Linked DNA regions of Mus musculus: region 1 is linked to region 2. Evidence: chromatin contacts called from public Hi-C data. All regions are on one chromosome and are shown on one strand. Each heading gives the region's core, a stretch centred on a gene start, on an enhancer-like site or on the middle of the called end of the contact. The rest is flanking DNA. Distances are from core to core; before and after follow the strand shown. Region 1 overlaps Fbxl17 (F-box and leucine-rich repeat protein 17). Region 2 overlaps Fbxl17 (F-box and leucine-rich repeat protein 17).

Region 1 (6,213 bases), core at 3,517-6,016, 140 kb after region 2:
TAGCCCATAGCGGGCAAAGGCTCTATGGAAGCACCAGCTCAACTTCTTTTTTTTTGTTTTGTTTTTGTTTTTGTTTTTCGAGACAGGGTTTCTCTGTGTGTAGCCCTGGCTGTCCTGGAACTCACTCCATAGACCAGGCTGGCCTCAAACTCAGAAATCTGCCTGCCTCTGCCTCCCAAGTGCTGGAATTAAAGGCGTGTGCCACTGCTGCCTGGCTACCAGCTCAACTTCTTTACGTTCAGTGAGTTGTATGGGTCTTGTCATCAGCAACAGAGGCCTTGCCACCAACAGCCCAGATTTTTTTAACTTCTGATTACTACTCCATTTTCTTTATCTATTTTCTGTTGAGAGATATGTAGGTTATTTCCAATATCTGGCTATTATGACTAAAGCAGCATTGAACATGATTAAGCAAGTGTCTCTGTGGTAGGATAAAGTGTCCTTTGTGTTTACACCCAAGAGTAGTACAGCTGCATCTACTCGTAGGTCAGTCCCCACCTTCCTGAGGAGTTTGCACCCTGGTTCCCATGGTGGCTGTACAAGTTTGCACTCCCACAAGCAGTGGCTGAGCATCCTCAGGGCCCCACATCCTTCCTAGTCAGCAAATCTGCCACTTAAGTTTATTCTTGGGCACGCTGGTGAGTAGAAGATGAAATCTGAAGGTAGTTTTCATTTCCGTTCCCTTGATTAAGGATACTGAATTTTTCTTTAAGTTTTATCAGCCACTTGAGTTTCCTCCTTCGAGAATTCTCTGCTTAGATCTGGACTTCACTTTTTTACTTAGGTTGTTTTCTTGATATCCAGTGTTAAGATTCTTTATAAATTTGGATATTGCAGTTTTTACTTTTACCTTCACCTAACACTTCCCATTCTTATTTCCAAGCACTTTTCGTCAGAAAGTAAGATTTGCAGGCAAATCGGCAACTGAGACATAGCTGTTCGCTGATGTCAGAGAAGCAGCAGGAAGTTAGGCTGCACAAACACGTGTGTATGGCTCTGAGATGCACACTAGACTGATCCTTCAGTCTAGTGTGCATCTAGTTTATCCTTCTAGTCTAGTTTATCCTTCCCGGATAAACCGTTCAGTCAGAACGATGCTGAATAGACATCTTTAGTGTCTGGTTAAAAAAAAAAAGCAGGAGCAGGGGCAAGAACTCCAGCCCTGAACAGATGGTAGGTTAGAATAAAATGAATCTTAAAAACATACACATACTACACAAAGACACTAATACCAGTTATTACATGCTGTGACAGCTTTACAGAGTCTTCATTAAAGGACCTCAGAACTTATTATATGAATTAAGTTATCTTACAATATCTTTTCTAGAGAAAACAAATTTAGCACTGTCTCTTAAGAGTTATTCACCTAGGAGAGTTGGAATAGTAATTCAAGTACCCATGAGAACTAAACTGAGTGAAGGTTGGATCCATAGGGGAAAATCATACACATTTACTTAACACAAGTTCCATACACTATAATAACCTTTTAACAATATTTTAGTTTTTGAGAATTCTATATATGCATAAAATATACTTTGATCATATCAATATCCAACTCTTACATCCGATCCTAATGTTCCTCTCCCTCCCCACCGCCTCTCTCTGTCCTGACTCTAATTTGTGCTGTCAATATACTCATGGGGGCGGGATGCGTGCACTGGAGCGTGGTCAGCCTCTCTGCTTCGGTCTCTGCACCAGTATGGACTTTATATGGTGAGAACTAAATGGGCCACTACATTGCTACTAAATGTGGAAATTTAATGTTATCCATAGCTTTGTAACAAATGACATCCTTACGCATTAACAGAATCTGAATATCCTTAGAATGGAATCAAATCCTTCTGACTTCGTCTCACAGAAGCCTACTCTTATTATAAGGCAGTAACCCAGTAACCTAACTGAAAAAACTTCATGTCAATAAATGCTTACATTGAAGTGTGTGCGTGTGAGGGTATGTGTAATGTATCTATGTATTACATTATCTCCACGGATTCTGAAAATGAAAACATGGTTAACAGTTAACATTAAGTACACAGAAAACCGAAACCCAAATATGAATAATATTACTATCTAAATTATATGAATATAGAAAATGAAGAGCAGAGAGATTAACTGCTCAGATTTTCATGAACAAAGCCAACTAAGCCAGAATATAAGGCCAAATGTACACAAACCCCAAACTAGAATATATGCTGCCTACAGCAGGAACTATCAATTCGAACTGCAATTTACTTGCACACGCCTACCTATAATTTATCATGAACAGTGACTTAAAACATGCATATAACTCATAAAGCAATTCCAAGGACTTCCATCTTCTGAGCCTACACTGAGCTTCCACGGCTAAGGAGAGTGCCCAGAGCCAGGCTCCAGCAAACCGCCTACTCAGAGGGACAGCTCAGCCTTTCCTTGTGCCTTTGCATCCAGCCTCAGAATTTCCTTTATATGTTAAGATAATGTCGCTACGTTAACTTATTACAACAGTTTTTAAATGCTGCAATCTCACTTTTATTTTTAGGCAGCCTTGATCTTGGTTTAACATTCTATGAGTTGTTCTAAATAATCTTCCACTGGAAATATAAAATAGTAATTGCAGCCTAGAGAGATGGCTCAGTGGTTAGGAGTATTGGCTGCTTTTCCAGAGGACCCAGGTTCAACTCCCAGCATCTATATGTTGGTGAGTTAAGTATTAACTCCAGTATCAGGGTATCCCATGGCCTCTTCAAGTCCTCACAGCTACTGTATGCACATGATACACAGATATATACTCAGACAAACATGCATACATTCAAATTAAATCTCCCCAAAAATTTAATGAATAAATAAAATAGAAATCCTGAATGTCTTCGATCAATCAGCCTTATCATCACTAAAATAATCCAATCACCCAGAAGAATTAAGGTGAGCAATATTTCTGAAGTACCAATCAGTATCAAGAAATAATAAGCCCCTACCTACCCATTTTTCGGAATTAATCCTTACAACCACTATATGGGTTGTTGTAATATTATTGTTCCCATCTTATAAATATGGAAGTAGAGACAGGAGCTTACATCCTGATAAATATGCATCATTCAGGTAACAGAGTCTAAGTTTGAACTCAAACGCAGCTCTAAAGCCTACTCAGCTAGGGCCTGGAGCACCCTGCTCTGCTGCTCTCTGCAGACAGCACATACTTACTCCCTTTTCTTGGCTAACAGCAATCTCTCAGCATTCCTCTCTACTCGGGATCCCTGAAGCAAGAAAGATGGAGGATCTTGGTAGGAAAGGATTCGTGCACTACACATACAGAACGAGAGAGAGAGCACTATGCAGAGAGGAAAGCAGAACACTTCAGTCCTGCACTCAAACGTACGCACAAGAAATCGATGAGACCTGATACATCAGGTACAAAACTATCTTCCACGTGTGTTCCTGTCCCAGATGGTGAGGCAGCCATCTCAGGTGGGGAGAACTACTTAATTCTGTGCATGAAATGAAATGTTATATCAATCAGATGAATTTTCCCTAGGTCTCTTAACTTTTAATCCTTTAAATGTCCCAAATTTGAGATGACATAGTAATTTTTAAAACTTGCTTTCTACCATCTAAAAACTTTCAGGAGAAGCTATGCAATGACCTTGATGATCAGCATGCCGTTCATTACAGACTGATAAACATTTGGGAAAGTCCTCGCTGTGATGACTGATTGCGTTTCTCCTTGCTTCACTTACCTCAAACTAAATTGCCTGTCATTAAAATGATGACTTCTGTCAATGTGGCTTCCTAATCCTTCCCAGGTCCTTTCTAGCAATGACAACCTTAGAATAATATATTGTAAGTCTTTACGGATCAATAATGCTTAGAATAAAACACAGCCATCTACCACCAGGATTTTTCCCCCTACTTATAATCATCTTTGACAAGCTAAGTAGCAGTAAAATTTCTCACTAAGGAGGAAAAAAAAAAAGACATCTAACAAGCCGAATACAACACTGTAAACAGCACATGCCAATCTAAACAAGTTAAGAATTTTGAGTGAAGCTTAATGTTAGCAAAATGCTTTTATCCTGAAGTAGTTAATGACTAAGATGTCATTTGCAGACTGCTCAAGAAAAAAAAAATATTACTCAGAACCTCAGACATTTTGAAATGATTTATGGGATGTTATTTATGTAAAAAGACTTTTCTACAATGTCAGAAACAGAAAGCTTTCATTTACAAGCTCCACAAGCCAATGTGCATACCCTAGGATTTTTTTTTTTTCTGGCACAGGCAATTAGAAAAGACTTTTTTCTCATTTAATCCGTATTTAGATTGTACCTTAGACATATTTATGTAAGAATGTCATTATGCTTGCTTTAAAACACTACAATTTAGATATTTTCATTTAAATCAACATTACTAGACTAAATGCCACCAAGTGAATGAAGTCACCGAGACACCGAGTCCTTCACAATTGACTGTGCCTCTTCACTGAAAGAACAGCATTAAGCAGGACTTTCCTAAATCTGAGCATCTCATCCCTGGGGAAGCGAGACTCACCTGAAACTCTTGCCAGGACTAATTTACGGGGATCTCCTTCAGCTAGCAAGCAGCTCTCCAAAGTCTTCCCAAACCATCCCAAACACGGGATGAAAAAGAAATAATCTGTTTTTACTACTAGATACATGGGAAACAAAAACAAGACTTGGTTGGACTTATAGACTTAATTCCCACAGCCTTGTTAGTTTACACTCCAGTGGGGGAAGGGCAGCACTCTTGAGAGGCATCAGCACTGAAGACAGAGAGGAAACTGCACTGAAAAGAGGAAGAAAAAGTCTCAGTTGAAACAGGAGGGACCAAGTCCCCAGAAGAATGTCACTTAAAAAAATAATAATAGGGGTGAAGAGATGGCTCAGCAGTTAAGAGCACTGACTGCTCTTCCAGTGGTCCTGAGTTTAATTCCCAGCAACCACATGTTGGCTCACAACCACTGGTAATGAGATCTGACGCCCTCTTCTGGTGTGTCTGATGACAGCCACAGTGCACTCATAAATTAAATGAATAAATAAATCTTATATTTTTGGTTGTGACCCTAACCTTTAACGGCTGAGCCATTTCTCCAACCCAAATAAATAAATCTTTTTAAAAAAAAATAATAATCAATAATCTGTTAATAGTTTGGCCACTAAAAAAAAAAAGAGTATAAGTTCTGTTGGAGTTAGTTGTAAGAATTCATAATCAGCACAACGAAAGCTAAAGAAATCAAGAAAAAATTAATTCTTCTGCCCACAAACAAAAACAAGTCACCATGGGGCAAAAAACACAGCAGAGTACACCATAAAATTCTTTGGCAGCCTGGCAGTGGTAGTGCAGGCTTTAGTCCCAGCACTTGGAAGGCAGAGGCGGGAGGATCTCTTTGAGTTCAAGGCCAGCCTCGTCCACAGAGTTACAGCTCAGCCATACTGAGACCTTGTTTTGGGAGGGTGGGGAGACATCTGCAGCAATGTGTGACATCATCAGCCAGCATCTACTAATGCCTTAAAACTATGACAAAGGAAAAGGGAACAGTAGTGGGAGCCGAGAGGAACTGCTGAGTCACTCTGCCTCAGGTTCATAGGATTTGCAGACAGGAGCTGCTGGTGTGAGGGGGGCTGTGGACAGTCGGGAACTCAGAGTGGGCAGCACTGCAGTGGAGACAGAACATACAGAGGCACTGCTCTCACTTCAGGCTAACATACTCAGCCCTCCAAAACCACCAACGGCTACCACTTTAAATAAAATGTAAAATTAACTGAGGTTGCATATTTAAAGTGAATCCTGATTTTAAAACTTAATAATGAGAATAAAATGAAAGTTGCATAACATGCAACTCACTATTGATACCATTCATACTGGCAAAACCAGGAAACCATGAACATGACAGGTGGGGAGTTGGTGGAGAGGGGGTAGTGAGAGGTGGGGAGTTGGTGGAGAGAGGATAGTGAGAGGTGGGGAGTTGGTGGAGAGGGGGTAGTGAGAGGTGGGGAGTTGGTGGAGAGAGGATAGTGAGAGGTGGGGAGTTGGTGGAGAGGGGGTAGTGAGAGGTGGGGAGTTGGTGGAGAGGGGGTAGTGAGAGGTGGGGAGTTGGTGGAGAGAGGGTAGTGAGAGGTGGGGAGTTGGTGGAGAGGGGGTATTGAGAGGTGGGGAGTTGGTGGAGAGGGGGTAGTGAGAGGTGGGGAGTTGGTGGAGAGGGGGGTAGTGAGAGGGTGG
Region 2 (6,235 bases), core at 2,602-5,101:
GTCACTCCAGCCTGCCTAGGGACTCAAGAAAAAGCAAAAGGCTTGTACATACTCAGTGACCTATGACCCTCTCACTATGCTCTGATGTCAAAGGTCCCACCATTCAGACAGTGCAACACAGAGGTGCAAGGCTCTCTAGCAGAGTAAACAATTAGTTATTTCACCCTTGTATAGGAATGCAAGCTTATACAGAAGCGTTGCTCAAAGCTTAGGAAATTGATCAGAATGGGTAAAGACATAAGGAAAAAAGTGAAAAGTAATCAATGTTTAAGTAGGGATGAAATCTGAAAAATCTTTACTGTGGAAAGCATCCCTTAGCATGAAGGAAATAAAGCAAGCTTCTTAATGGCTTGCCCACACCCCCGTCACAGAGAGCAGACGTTAAGGCAGTGACTGTCTCACCAGACACACAGGAAGATCACCCTCCCTTCCTCCTGCTCTCTACGATTTGCCAACCTGTAAAACAAAACTTCAATCTCAGGGTTTATGAAAAAAAATCCATAGATACCTTTTAAAAGTTTGTGAGGTATGTATACACTCTAAAAACCATGAAGCCATATATGACTGAGAATACATCATTGTACACACGGAGTCCTTACCAAGTCTCCACCAATGCATACATCTAATCAGTAAGAGGGGAGGTGAAAAGCAATTTTGGAAATATAAAAGAGTTCTGGAGTATTCTTATTAAAAAGGTGTTAAGATTCACTGTGTTTAGTCATTTCTACTTAGCAAAAAACTCATCTTTCATATTCTTATAAAGTGGCTTTCTTCTGTATTATCAATAAAAGTTAACACTGACCTTCCTCCTGGAAGGTTAAACTGCTGGCTTCTGTTTGAAAAGCAGGAGTGCCTTTTCTCAGAAGAAACGCTACACATCCGTGCTTCATGCCTCAAGCAATGAGAAAGAACACAGCGTCTCTGCGACCCTTCATTAGGAAGAGGATCCTGGCAACAGCGATGCTGCTTGTATAGGGTCTCTGCAGGAAAAAACTGTTTTCAAAGGTAACCTTGCCAAAGGCTATGTTCTGTCTTGGCAAAAAAGAAAAAAGAAAGCAAATTTTACTTATCTGCCAATTGGTTTGCTCTGCATGAGAAACAGGTGTTAAGGTAGGAAATGGGGCTGTGAGGGGAGTGAAATAAAACTTACCTAAAATAATTGTCATGTTACACACACACACACACACACACACACACACACACACGCACACCTCTGAAAGACAGTAAGCCTGCAGGGCCAACATATTTTTGCAAAATGCAAATTATGAAAAGTGGTTACAGGTTAAATGCTCTTTTGCAAAAATGACCATGGAGATTATAATCATTAATTAAAATCATGTAAATAATTTTCTGAAAGAACTCTCCCTTTTTATCTCACAGGTTTCAACCAGCCTAATGGTAAAAGGTTTGGTCTCAGAAGAGAGTCTCTAATTAAAACTAGAAATCTGGTATAATTAATAAGTGTCACTCTGCAATCTTAACCATTTAGTATAGGCATGGCAATCAAGCGCTGTCAGTTTACAAAAATGAAATAAAATAAACTCTCATAAGCAAATGAAACTTTCCTAGGGTCTAGTTCCCTTCCATACAGCAGGTGCCCAGAATGAACACAGCATCTCGCTACAGCAGGTAAACATCTCAATGCAGCTCAAGGTGAGGGAGTTGTGTTCATTTTTCTTTTATCCTTAGAGTTGCAAATTGACCCAAAAGTCAGCTTTTAGGGACTTAACTGTGCCCACACCTTGAATTATCTAAACTCCTTGATTCCTCATTTTTCCTGATTATTATCTTCACCCGGAGGTAAACCAGAACAAAACAGACAAGATGAAAGTCAAACATCAATTTCAAGTTTTGATTACCAGTCCTGTGCCCTGCCTCCCTCAGGTGGATGTCCAACTCTGAGACAGCTTTACAGCTAACAAGTTTAAGTTTAGCTCCATGCAACAGCCAAAGACCAAGAAGCGCCAGTCACTACAATACAGCAGCCCGACAGCCAGAGATGTTTATCCCCAACTCTGTCTCATGATTTCTAGGTATCTTCCTCTCCCTCGTTCACAAGCCCTGCCTGGCATCTACTTGCAGGCCATGGGTACCTAGCAGAAGATGAATTCACCCTAGACCCAAGAGTAGAGGGTGGAGTCTAGGTTTAGCCACCTAGCCTTCTCTAGTTACTCTGACCTACATCAAGGCTGAGTCTGTACAAAAATTGCCTAACAACAGATTCTCCATCTTGCTACAGATCATATGCTATACAGTGGAGAACCATTGCACTTGGTCACATCAGAGAATAAGGCCCATTCATCAAAGAGAATTGAGTAATGAAAAATCTCAGAGGGTGGAGCTGGAATTACAGAATGAAGGAAAATCTGAAACCTACTCAATTTCTGAGATTATTCACAAGAACCAGTTAAGTCCTTGACTGAATGAGTGTGAGTTGTTCTTGTTGCTTGTCATAGAGATAATTCAACTCAAAGTTAAGATATGAAAAGAGTTCAGTCAATTAAGAGTAGGCTTACAATGCACTGGGGTGGAGATAGACAGCCAATCTCCCTTCACGCATGGACCCAGGCTCACTGACTTGGAGGCAGCATACAGCCTTAGCTGATGACTTCTTCAGGGTCAACCATGGCTGCACAGAACGACCTGACTGGAGAGCTGGCCTGCAACAGTGAGGGAGCCACAAGAAACTAAGAGTAAGTCTATTTCACCAGGAAGAATATTCTAACAAGCAAAACTTGCTCCAAACTTCTGCCTGGTTGGATCCATGGTGTTAGTTACCTATGGAAAAAAAATGCCTAAAATAATCAGACCGAGGAGAAAAACATCCATTCTGTCTTTGTTGCAGGTTTGAGTCCACTCATGGCAAGGCACAAATATGCTGAACGGCTATGGTGGTGGCAAAGCATGATAGCCAGGGGGCAGTGAGAGTGATGGAGAGGGGCCAGACACAGATGTAGGATTGCAGGTCGGCTTCCCATGAACTAACTACTTCTTCCATCTCGACCCCTCCTCCTCACAGTGCCTGCAGTGTGGAGTAGCCACCGAGGCCATAGCGCCCTCACAATCAAGTAATCTTTTAATCTTAGCAAACATAACTTTAAACATAGCAATGGACAGCACTTCATCCTTTCACTTTTCATATTAAAGGAGATAATAATCACAATATAATATGCATAGTAACATAATAACATAATGTAACATGTATAATCTAGGTAACACATTTTTCAGGGTAAGATTTTTAACCAAAATTTGCTGTGATGCAATATTCTTTTAAGTAAACCTATTTTAAAATACTACAGATGGTAATTCACTTAACAGTAAGATGCTAGAAATATATGTTTTCTTGAATATAGGTGAGGGTGTGAATGGCTTGGATGAACCAGCCATTTATGCTTTCTATCTTCATCTCATCAGGACATTTCTTGCTCTAGTTGGCGGAGACATTCATATCAAAAAAAACCTGCAGACACCTATCAACTAAATCTTGTCGACTTCTTCCAGACATTCCTATGCCCTTGACATTCTGTCTGTGATTTTTACCACTGAGAATTCTTGGCCTCTTCTCTCTGGACTTGTAATCTAGTCTCTTCTCTGCCCTGTCTGGTATCTTTGTGAGCAGCTTCTGGCGTTCACAGCCCCACTCGAGGCTCTAAAGCAGCACACTGCTGTAGGCCCTATGGATATGCAGCACCTCACAAGCAGTCTGTACACTGTGCACTGGTCTTTCTGGTAGCAGGACCAAGTTTTGCTTAGGAACTGGAGTCTGAGACTGTTGGTCAGAACATGGTCCAAGAATGGAGGACTCCACCCCACCCCAACCGTCCAAAAAAATTAAGAATGACTGAGGTGACCACAATTTCCTCAAAACAACAAATTGTTCTTGGACTGTTTTCGTGTTCCTCCTAGATGTAGCGCACACAATTCACTGTTTTTATGACTCTATGGAAAAACATGTCTGTGCCTCGTGCAGCTTGTCCTTGTGATTGTATACAGCTTGAACTCAGGAGAACTTTACACAGGTGACCTTTTTAACCCTCAGAGAATAAATTATCAGAGGCTCTGACTAAAGTTGCCTATTGCAAGAGACTTTAGCATCCTCTGCCTCCAGAGCAGAGACACGTGCCTTGCAATTTTATTCCATGAGGGGTTTTGTACATCTGGAGTTTTCAAATACCTGACTGTATGTTGTAGGCTGTTAAGCAATAATACAAAACTATACTCTTTATCCATATGCTAAAATAACCAGTGAATTAACTCCCATCTCCCAAGTTTTGCTTTCTGTTTGTTTCCTTAGTGTAGAGAGACATTTAAAACAAACTTAAGAAGAAAGCTATTAAAATCAATTAAGCTTTAATGTAAAAGTCTTACCATCTACAACTACTCATCTAAGGCAAAGCGGGATTTTTTTTTAACTCTGCAATGTATAACCTGGAAAAAACTATAAGGAAAAAGCAAAGCAACCACAACAAGCACTTGTGAGAGCTGAGGCTCACAGTGCATCGCAACTGCTCTCTAGAGGACACGGCATAAACCTCCCACCACCACCAATAGTAATTAACGGTTATTGGTCCTTCCCATACTTCAGCGAGTTTGCCACTGCTTAAATGACATCTTTCTTGAATAAACTCTTGAGTAAATGCTACATACATTTTAACTTAAAGGACAAAAATCACAGCAACAGAAAGCTCATTTCCCTGTTTCCCGGTCTTGTTTTGTATGTGGTTCAGTTGGAGTGGGGTCTGCCTGGATCCCTTCTCCTCCAGCACCCTGCCCACTGCAGACCTGACTGTGAGCTTCTTGTTATGTGCACTGCAGACCTGACTGTGAGCTTCTTGTTATGTGCACTGCAGACCTGACTGTGAGCTTCTTGTTATGTGCACTGCAGACCTGACTGTGCTTCTCATTGTTATGTGCACCGCAGACCTGACTGTGAGTTTCTTGTTATGTGCACTGCAGACCTGACTGTGAGCTTCTTGTTATGTGCACTGCAGACCTGACTGTGAGCTTCTTGTTATGTGCACTGCAGACCTGACTGTGCTTCTCATTGTTATGTGCACCGCAGACCTGACTGTGAGTTTCTTGTTATGTGCACTGCAGACCTGACTGTGAGTTTCTTGTTATGTGCACCGCAGACCTGACTGTGAGTTTCTTGTTATGTGCACCGCAGACCTGACTGTGAGTTTCTTGTTATGTGCACTGCAGACCCGACTGTGTGTTTTTTGTTATGCGCACTGCAGACCTGACTGCACATTTCTTGTTGGTATGTGCCTCACTGCTATTTGTTTCATGTAAACCTCACTTATTCTCTGATACTTTGTGAAATATCCTTCTTGAGGACAGGATCAGGAATCGCGGCTCTGCCCATACCTTATACACAAACATGTACACATTCCCTCGGATCTAACAGGGATTAGCAGCGCGGGTCCTAGGAAACCATGCATTGCTAACAGAAGTCAATGAATTCTCTCCACGTGCAATTTGATTAAATGAATTTCTGTTCAACTGTGTTGTGGTCTATATATGAATTCTTCTGAATTTTTAATATGTTTTCTGTACAGTATAATGTAGTTTAAATGTATGGTTAGCAAAATAAAATACTTAGTTTAGCAAGAGTAAAAATAATTTACAACAACATATTTCCTTTTGTTAACTTAAACACCACACACCTCTGCCTTAAAAAACGGGACTAAACTCTTCTTCTGTTCATATTGTGACATTGGCTTTGCTTCTTTGTTGCCATCTGCTAGGCTGAGGAAAGTGTGGCTTCAGATGCTGTGGTTTTCAGTTCCATATGTTTTACATACTCAAATTGACTTGAATCTAATGTTAATTTCTGGTTTAAAATTACAGTAGATTTGTTGTGGTTAAAGATAAGACTAACTCTACAAAGCTTCCTCCAATTCATTTAGATCAATCTATGTCTGGAAGAACGAGTCTATTGTTTTTCTGATACTCCTTACTGAGGCAAGGAAAGGTGGATGTCCTGAGAGGAGTGAACAGTAGACCCCAGTAACTCAACAGTGAGCCTAACGTTACACGAGTGTACAACCTTTCTTTCTACTTCCAAGAGTCATTTACAGGTCTCATCAAATGAATTCCCCCAAAATATCTTCTCGATTATATCCCCACAGGATGAATACTCTCCAACAGGAACACACTGAAAATAGGGAGTAACTATTATTGTACGTACTGCTTGTAATTAGAATTGATCTTTTAAAGAATTTGACTATTCTTA

The links. A called contact is a pair of places that touch in the nucleus more often than the background predicts.
Region 1: a contact with region 2 is called in a Hi-C map of the HPC-7 cell line, with 1.5 times the contacts expected there. The contact joins two enhancer-like sites. A contact is called at or near these places in 2 of 15 datasets of contacts at CTCF or cohesin (large pre-B cells and pro-B cells), 3 of 484 Hi-C or Micro-C datasets (the HPC-7 cell line, the N1E-115 cell line and uterus) and 1 of 115 datasets of contacts at active chromatin or transcription factors (large pre-B cells).

What each region holds. Positions count from the first base shown.
Region 1 is chr17:63,417,320-63,423,532 of GRCm38.p6, forward strand. All of the region lies in intron 4 of Fbxl17 (F-box and leucine-rich repeat protein 17), which reads right to left. Among named protein-coding and RNA genes, the nearest start is that of Fbxl17, 80 kb to the right of the region's middle. Within about 2 kb of position 4,767, at least 17 of the 459 cell types and tissues checked have an H3K27ac peak or open chromatin away from gene starts, as enhancers often do. A contact at or near this core is called in the HPC-7 cell line, where this site is marked.
Region 2 is chr17:63,275,445-63,281,679 of GRCm38.p6, forward strand. The region is part of intron 6 of Fbxl17 (F-box and leucine-rich repeat protein 17); the gene reads right to left. Gm41607 reads right to left here. Exons shown (of 1, transcript XM_017317745.2): 1 at 1-6,235. Among named protein-coding and RNA genes, the nearest start is that of Gm41607, 19 kb to the right of the region's middle. Within about 2 kb of position 3,852, at least 9 of the 459 cell types and tissues checked have an H3K27ac peak or open chromatin away from gene starts, as enhancers often do. A contact at or near this core is called in the HPC-7 cell line, where this site is marked.